2 separate regions of the Zea mays genome follow, and region 1 is linked to region 2. The links are chromatin contacts, called in public Hi-C maps. All regions are on one chromosome and are shown on one strand. Each heading gives the region's core, a stretch centred on a gene start, on an enhancer-like site or on the middle of the called end of the contact. The rest is flanking DNA. Distances are from core to core; before and after follow the strand shown. Region 1 holds the start of LOC103644259 (hAT transposon superfamily). Region 2 holds the start of LOC100279983 (Fes1A).

Region 1 (3,010 bases), core at 356-2,855, 130 kb after region 2:
CGACCATATGTCCACAAAAATATCCAACACCAAGCTCGAAAGGAACTAATCCATACTTAGCTTCAATACCACATTTGCATAGTACTGGATCAAATTTCAACTCTTCCGCCCACTGATTTTTTTTCTTTTCCTTTACCTCTGGCTCTGGCTAATGGGACAAAGGACCATACAACCACTCTCTGAAACGACACTTACGCCACCCGTATGGTTGCAGAAGAATAAATTAGTAATTTATTATAAAAAATAACTAGTTTATACATTTAGCGTATCGATGGGCTCACATAATTAATGTTCGGACACACGAACTGCTTCTCATGGTCTTCGTCGATGACAGCACGGTCTCCACAATCGCATCAAGACGGTGAGTCCATCCGTCTTTCTGTTGCTACCTCCTTCTCCGCATCCGTTATTGGTGGAGGATTCGGGGGAGGAGGTACCCAACGCTTAAAACGCTCATGACTAGTCCTTCCACACAACCAATTAGCGAAAAGAAGATATCGAGGGTCAAATTTATCAGGACCGTCGATCCACTGGAAAAAGAAACACCTCAGGTGCCCCTAAAACAATGGAACGAAGCACTATTACACATCTACTAAATAATAAATGCGAACAAAATTAAGTCACAAGTCATAAGATACGTACGTCAAAACCACCACAAAGGTAGAAGCAGCGAGCAGCCGTGTCTGGATGTTTGGATTGACATACTCAAGCCAGTCTGCCACAGTCACAGTTAGGCACAGGGAGTTCAGGAGGAACATAAGCATCCTTACTAGATATGTCAGGATATAACTCCCGAGAACGACCTCTCTTCTGCCACAACGCCTTCCGGTACATGTCTTTCATCTAATAAACGATTATAATTATCACTTGTACCTAATAGGTTTACACAAATGAACCAACACACTGGAACAGTATATCATCACACTAATTCTATGCCTATGTGTGTCATGGCACCAGCGTTCACAGCAGGTTAACAAAAACTATTAAATAAAATATACTCATCATATTAATGATACTATATATATTATGAGCAACTATGGAAACTAATAATCGAAAAAATACAACCCAATATACAAAACGAATCAGTTGGACACCATACCTTGGTCTACAAAGTGAACCAACTCGAATCTTTGAATCCAGCAAAAATTTTGACGAAGTTTTGAAATGAGAGGAAATGTGCTCCTCTCGGCCAGCAGCGCGGCCGGTTTTATAGGCCTTCGTAGCTCGGCGCCAAGATCTGTGGCGCCGAGCTACGAGGCCGCGTCAATGCCATGTCAGCCCTAGGCGCAGGGAGCCGTTACAGCTCGGCGCCATAGGCTGTGGCGTCAAGCTGTGTTACCTCGGCGCCACAGCCTATGGCGCCGAGTATCGGGTCCAAAATTGCATATAAAATTTCTGGGGTCTAAATGTAAATATTTTTCAAAAGTGGGGCTGAAAAAGTAAAAATTCGGACCGAGGGACGGGCGGGCGGGTAACTGGAATTCGGATTCTGTAGACAAACCAACCAGGGCGGCCCACTGGTCCGACCAGCCCACCATGAGCTAACCCGAACCAAACCACGCGAGAACCGGCTGGCCCGGTCGCCTCCTCGACAATGAGCCGCCGGCCCGCCGCTCAACGCCACCCACCCGCTTCCAACGTCGGGACCCACGTCACCCGTCTCCCATCGATTCACCCTCCCCGGCTCCCCGCCCCTCCCGGTTTTCTTCCTCCCGGACCCCGCCCCGGCGGCCGCCGATTTTGGGGAAGCCCGGCCGTTTCGCCTCCCGAAAACCCGGGTGAGTTCTCCTTCCACATCTCCATCCCACTCACCCCTTCATTTCGGGTTCTTCTGGTTTATCTCGCTCCCGCCCCCGGGCATCGGCTGATTGGGGATTTAGTAGGACACGCGAATCCAATTGTGCCGTTCCTGACGCTGACGCCCGGCGGTGATGGCTGATGCAGCAGCGTTCGTGCTCTTGCCTGATGGAGAGGGACGCGGTTCTGGAGGACGCGGCGGCGGGGGATGGGGAGGAGCAGGACCAGGACCAGGAAGAGGTGGTGGTGCCGATCGGAGCGCAGAAGCACGATCCGGCGTGGAAGCACTGCGTCATGGTGCGCTCCGACGGCCGGATGCGCCTCAAGTGCGCCTACTGCGGCAAGCACTTTCTCGGCGGTGGTATCCACCGCTTCAAGGAGCACCTGGCCCGCCGCCCCGGGAACGCCTGCTGCTGCCCCAGTGTGCCCCGCGACGTCCAGGACACCATGCTCCGCAGCCTCGCCGCCGTCGCTGCCAAGAAGATGCAGCGCAAGCTCGCCGCCGCCAGCACGACGCCCGCCTCTGTCTCTACGGCTAGCGGGGGTACCGGCAGCCCCATCCACATGATCTCGCTCAACGAGGTGCTCGACTTCGAGGCCGTGCCGCTCGAGGAGCAGAGGCCTCCGGTTCCGGAGGGCAGCATTAGGGGGAGTACCAGCGGTAAGAAGAAGAGGAAGCAGGTGACCTACGCCCCTGCTCCGCCACTTATACCCCAGATCCGGCCGCAGCATGTTCGGTCTACCCCTCAGAACAATCTTCTTCACGGGCTGCAGCATGTTCCGCCTACTCCTCAGACCAACCCTCTTCATCAGGTTGTCATGGCAGTGAACGCAGTGACACCAGCAGAGCATTTCGAACATGCTGCCCCCTCGGAGAAGGAGCATGTTTCCGTGGCAGTTGGGAGGTTCTTGTATGACGCCGGTGTGCCATTGGAAGCGGTGAACTCGGTCTACTTCCAACCGATGCTCGAGGCCATTGCGGCGGCAGGGGGGAGGCCTGAGACGCTCTCGTACCATGACTTTCGCGGTCACATTCTTAAGAGGTCACTCGACGACGTGACGGCTCGCTTGGAGTTCTTCAGGGGGTCATGGACCAGGACGGGCTGCTCGGTGTTGGCTGACGAGTGGATCACTGATAAAGGCAGAACCTTGATAAACTTCTCCGTGTATTGCCCGGAAGGTACTATGTTCCTCAAGTCGGTGGATGCAACCA
Region 2 (2,700 bases), core at 2-2,501:
AAGTGGGTCGTACATAAAGCACTCTCTTTCTCTGACGTGCTATGGCCCTTAACGACAACAACAAAGGCAACAACAAAAAATATAACAACTGTCACATCAAAATCTCATGGTCTGGAAATCGTGTCTTCGTTCGTTTATGAACACTCGAATTCCCCCTGTTTTCGGTTGTTACTAATTCTAGGCCTGTGAACACTCGATTGTTGATGCTCTTTGAAATGCGACCTATACAATAGGTAGGCAGTCCATCATGTAATTTTAGATCTCAACAAAATTTGTAATTTTTTCAGATTGTCGTTTTGTTGAAAACTATTTTAGAATAAAAACAATTGACATATTGTTAGATTTATACAGAAATACAAAGTGAACATTATTCTCATTGACCACTTTAAATTCTAGAGGGGTCAATGCAATATATATTTACGTGTTTACGTCGATGTCAATCACCCTTTACTCAAATCTCACCTATACGTGATATGTGTCTTAGGTCCTTTTTGGGTTCTAGTGGCTAATTGTTTGTTGGTAGGTAACAATTAACCAACAAATAATTAGCTAGCAACAATTAGCCAGGGTGTGCTCAAAATCTTGACTAATAGATGTCTTTTTCTTTTTATACGACCTATTAGCATCTATTAGCAATGTCAAATAGCTAATGAGTAAACAGTTTGCTATACCTTCGACTAACAATTAGTTAATTTATCAGTTAGTCTGTTTAGAGGCCAGGATGTTTAAATTAGCCCGAGACTATTTGCCACATGGATCCAAACACCTGATTCCAATGATACGAGATCCCCACACGTCCGATTATTGGGTTCAGCAGAAAATTCATGGCTCCGCTACAACGCGTGCGGGCACATATCTCGTGAATTACAAAGTCAAAACACTGGTGATCCCGTGCAATTTTAGTACAAATATCATATCCACTCGAACTCATAGAATCATATACATTGCGCAAAAAAGAAAGAAAGAAAGATTTAGTCATTTTGAAAGGCGAAAACGAAAATTTAGTAACAGAAATGATGTTTAGATCATGATTTTCGTTGGCAAGAGGAGTATACAAATCTTTTGCTGTGCCAATTTAAACGAACAAAAAATTGTATAAAAATATAAAAGATCCGTAAACACTTCAGTGGGCCTTGGTTTTGTCAACAAGCTCGCTTCTAATAATATTGCCCAAAGCCCGAATAAAATGAGGCCTGTGAAGTCATCGTGGCCCACGGACGTGTAGGAGGGGACACGCCGCCGGGCCTCACTAACCGCAGGTTCGGGAGTACTCCGGAACCCGCCGCCGCATCCACACGACGCCACGACTGACGACGGAGAGCCCCGGTCTCCTTCCACGGCTCCACCGCCACCACCCCGCATAAAAGTAGGGAAGAGAGCCTTGCAGCGAGAACCGTATCGATCTATTCTCGTCTGAAGCAATTCGCCCCTGTCGTGAGCAGAACCCTACAGCTCGTATTCGCCTCATCTCGCAGCAGCAGCAGAAGAACAAGGGTATGGCGAAGGATGGGGGTCCCGACTGGAACGGCCTGCTCAAGTGGAGCCTCGCCCACGGCGACGGCACCAACCCGCCGCGTGCTCTCAGGTCTGCAATTCCCGCGTTCAGATGCCTTGCTTCATCCCCTTGCTCTCGTCCTGTGCCACAACCCTAATGACTCCGTGTTCATCAGTGCACATGCATAGATTTTTTTTTGTCTTACTCCCTGTACTCTAGATTTTGCTGTTTTACTGCGCGTTCCTTTTTCCCCTAATTTTAATTTGTGTGACTAGTAGGTTTAATATCCGCTTCCAAAATTGCTGCGCTTAGTTGAAGAGAAGTGGAATAAAATGTTAGTGTGGTTCTTAATTTCATTGTTTTTGTTCTGCAGCGAGGAAGACAGAAAATGGTTCATGGATGCTATGCAAGCCAACACGGTAGATGTTGTGAAGAGGATGAAGGAGATCACTCAGGTGATGAAAACTCCAGAAGATGTCTTGCAGTCTCAGGGCGTGACCCCTGAGAACATCGAAGGTATTGTCTGGTGGCATTCCAATGCTTCCTTAGTTGATTTTATTTTCTCTACGAAAATGGCTTGGCCCATTTCCGAATCATTGACCTTTATTGTTTATATGTTTAGTAATCGGTGAAGATCCTCACACTTCTAGTCTAACTAGGTTCTTTACTGCTTATATGTTTAGTAATCGGTGAAGGTTCTCACACTTCTAATCTGACTAGGAACATGAGAGTATTTAACACAGCAGCAGGATGCACACAACTTTTAGTATGTGCAGCACGGTGTGGTAGCAAGATGTGGAAACACAATAAACAAAGAAACAATGTGATTGTAGGGCTCTAGGGCTCTAGGCTGTTAATTGATCTGCCAAATGATTTCCGTAACGCTCAAAGCTAACAGCGGATGCCCTAAGTACTATTATATTTCTTTGGCAAAAGAAATTCATAGTTGATGGTCATGGTCATATAAGGAATTCATGATTGATGGTGTTTATGTGCTTTCGCTTGCCTGCTAAATGACGTCTCCAATCTTATTTGGTCGTGTATCCTCTTTGGAGATTGACTTTATGGGCATTGGTATTTATCATCCTTGTTATTTAGTTCTTGGTGTTGGATCCGGAATAAAAAATTACTTACTCTATTTTCAGATATGTTGGATGAGCTACAGGAGCATGTTGAATCCATTGACATGGCAAATGGTAAGATAC

What was found. A called contact is a pair of places that touch in the nucleus more often than the background predicts.
Region 1: a Hi-C map of ear shows a contact between it and region 2, with 3 times the contacts expected there. The contact joins the promoter of LOC103644259 here to the promoter of LOC100279983 in region 2. A contact is called at or near these places in 3 of 25 Hi-C or Micro-C datasets (ear, leaf and tassel).

What each region holds. Positions count from the first base shown.
Region 1 is chr1:300,926,421-300,929,430 of Zm-B73-REFERENCE-NAM-5.0, forward strand. It overlaps LOC103644259 (hAT transposon superfamily), which reads left to right and starts at 1,606. Exons shown (of 5, transcript XM_008667466.3): 1 at 1,606-1,778; 2 at 1,945-3,010. The coding sequence starts at 1,966.
Region 2 is chr1:300,796,777-300,799,476 of Zm-B73-REFERENCE-NAM-5.0, forward strand. It overlaps LOC100279983 (Fes1A), which reads left to right and starts at 1,252. Exons shown (of 6, transcript NM_001152931.2): 1 at 1,252-1,585; 2 at 1,869-2,011; 3 at 2,641-2,691. The coding sequence starts at 1,497.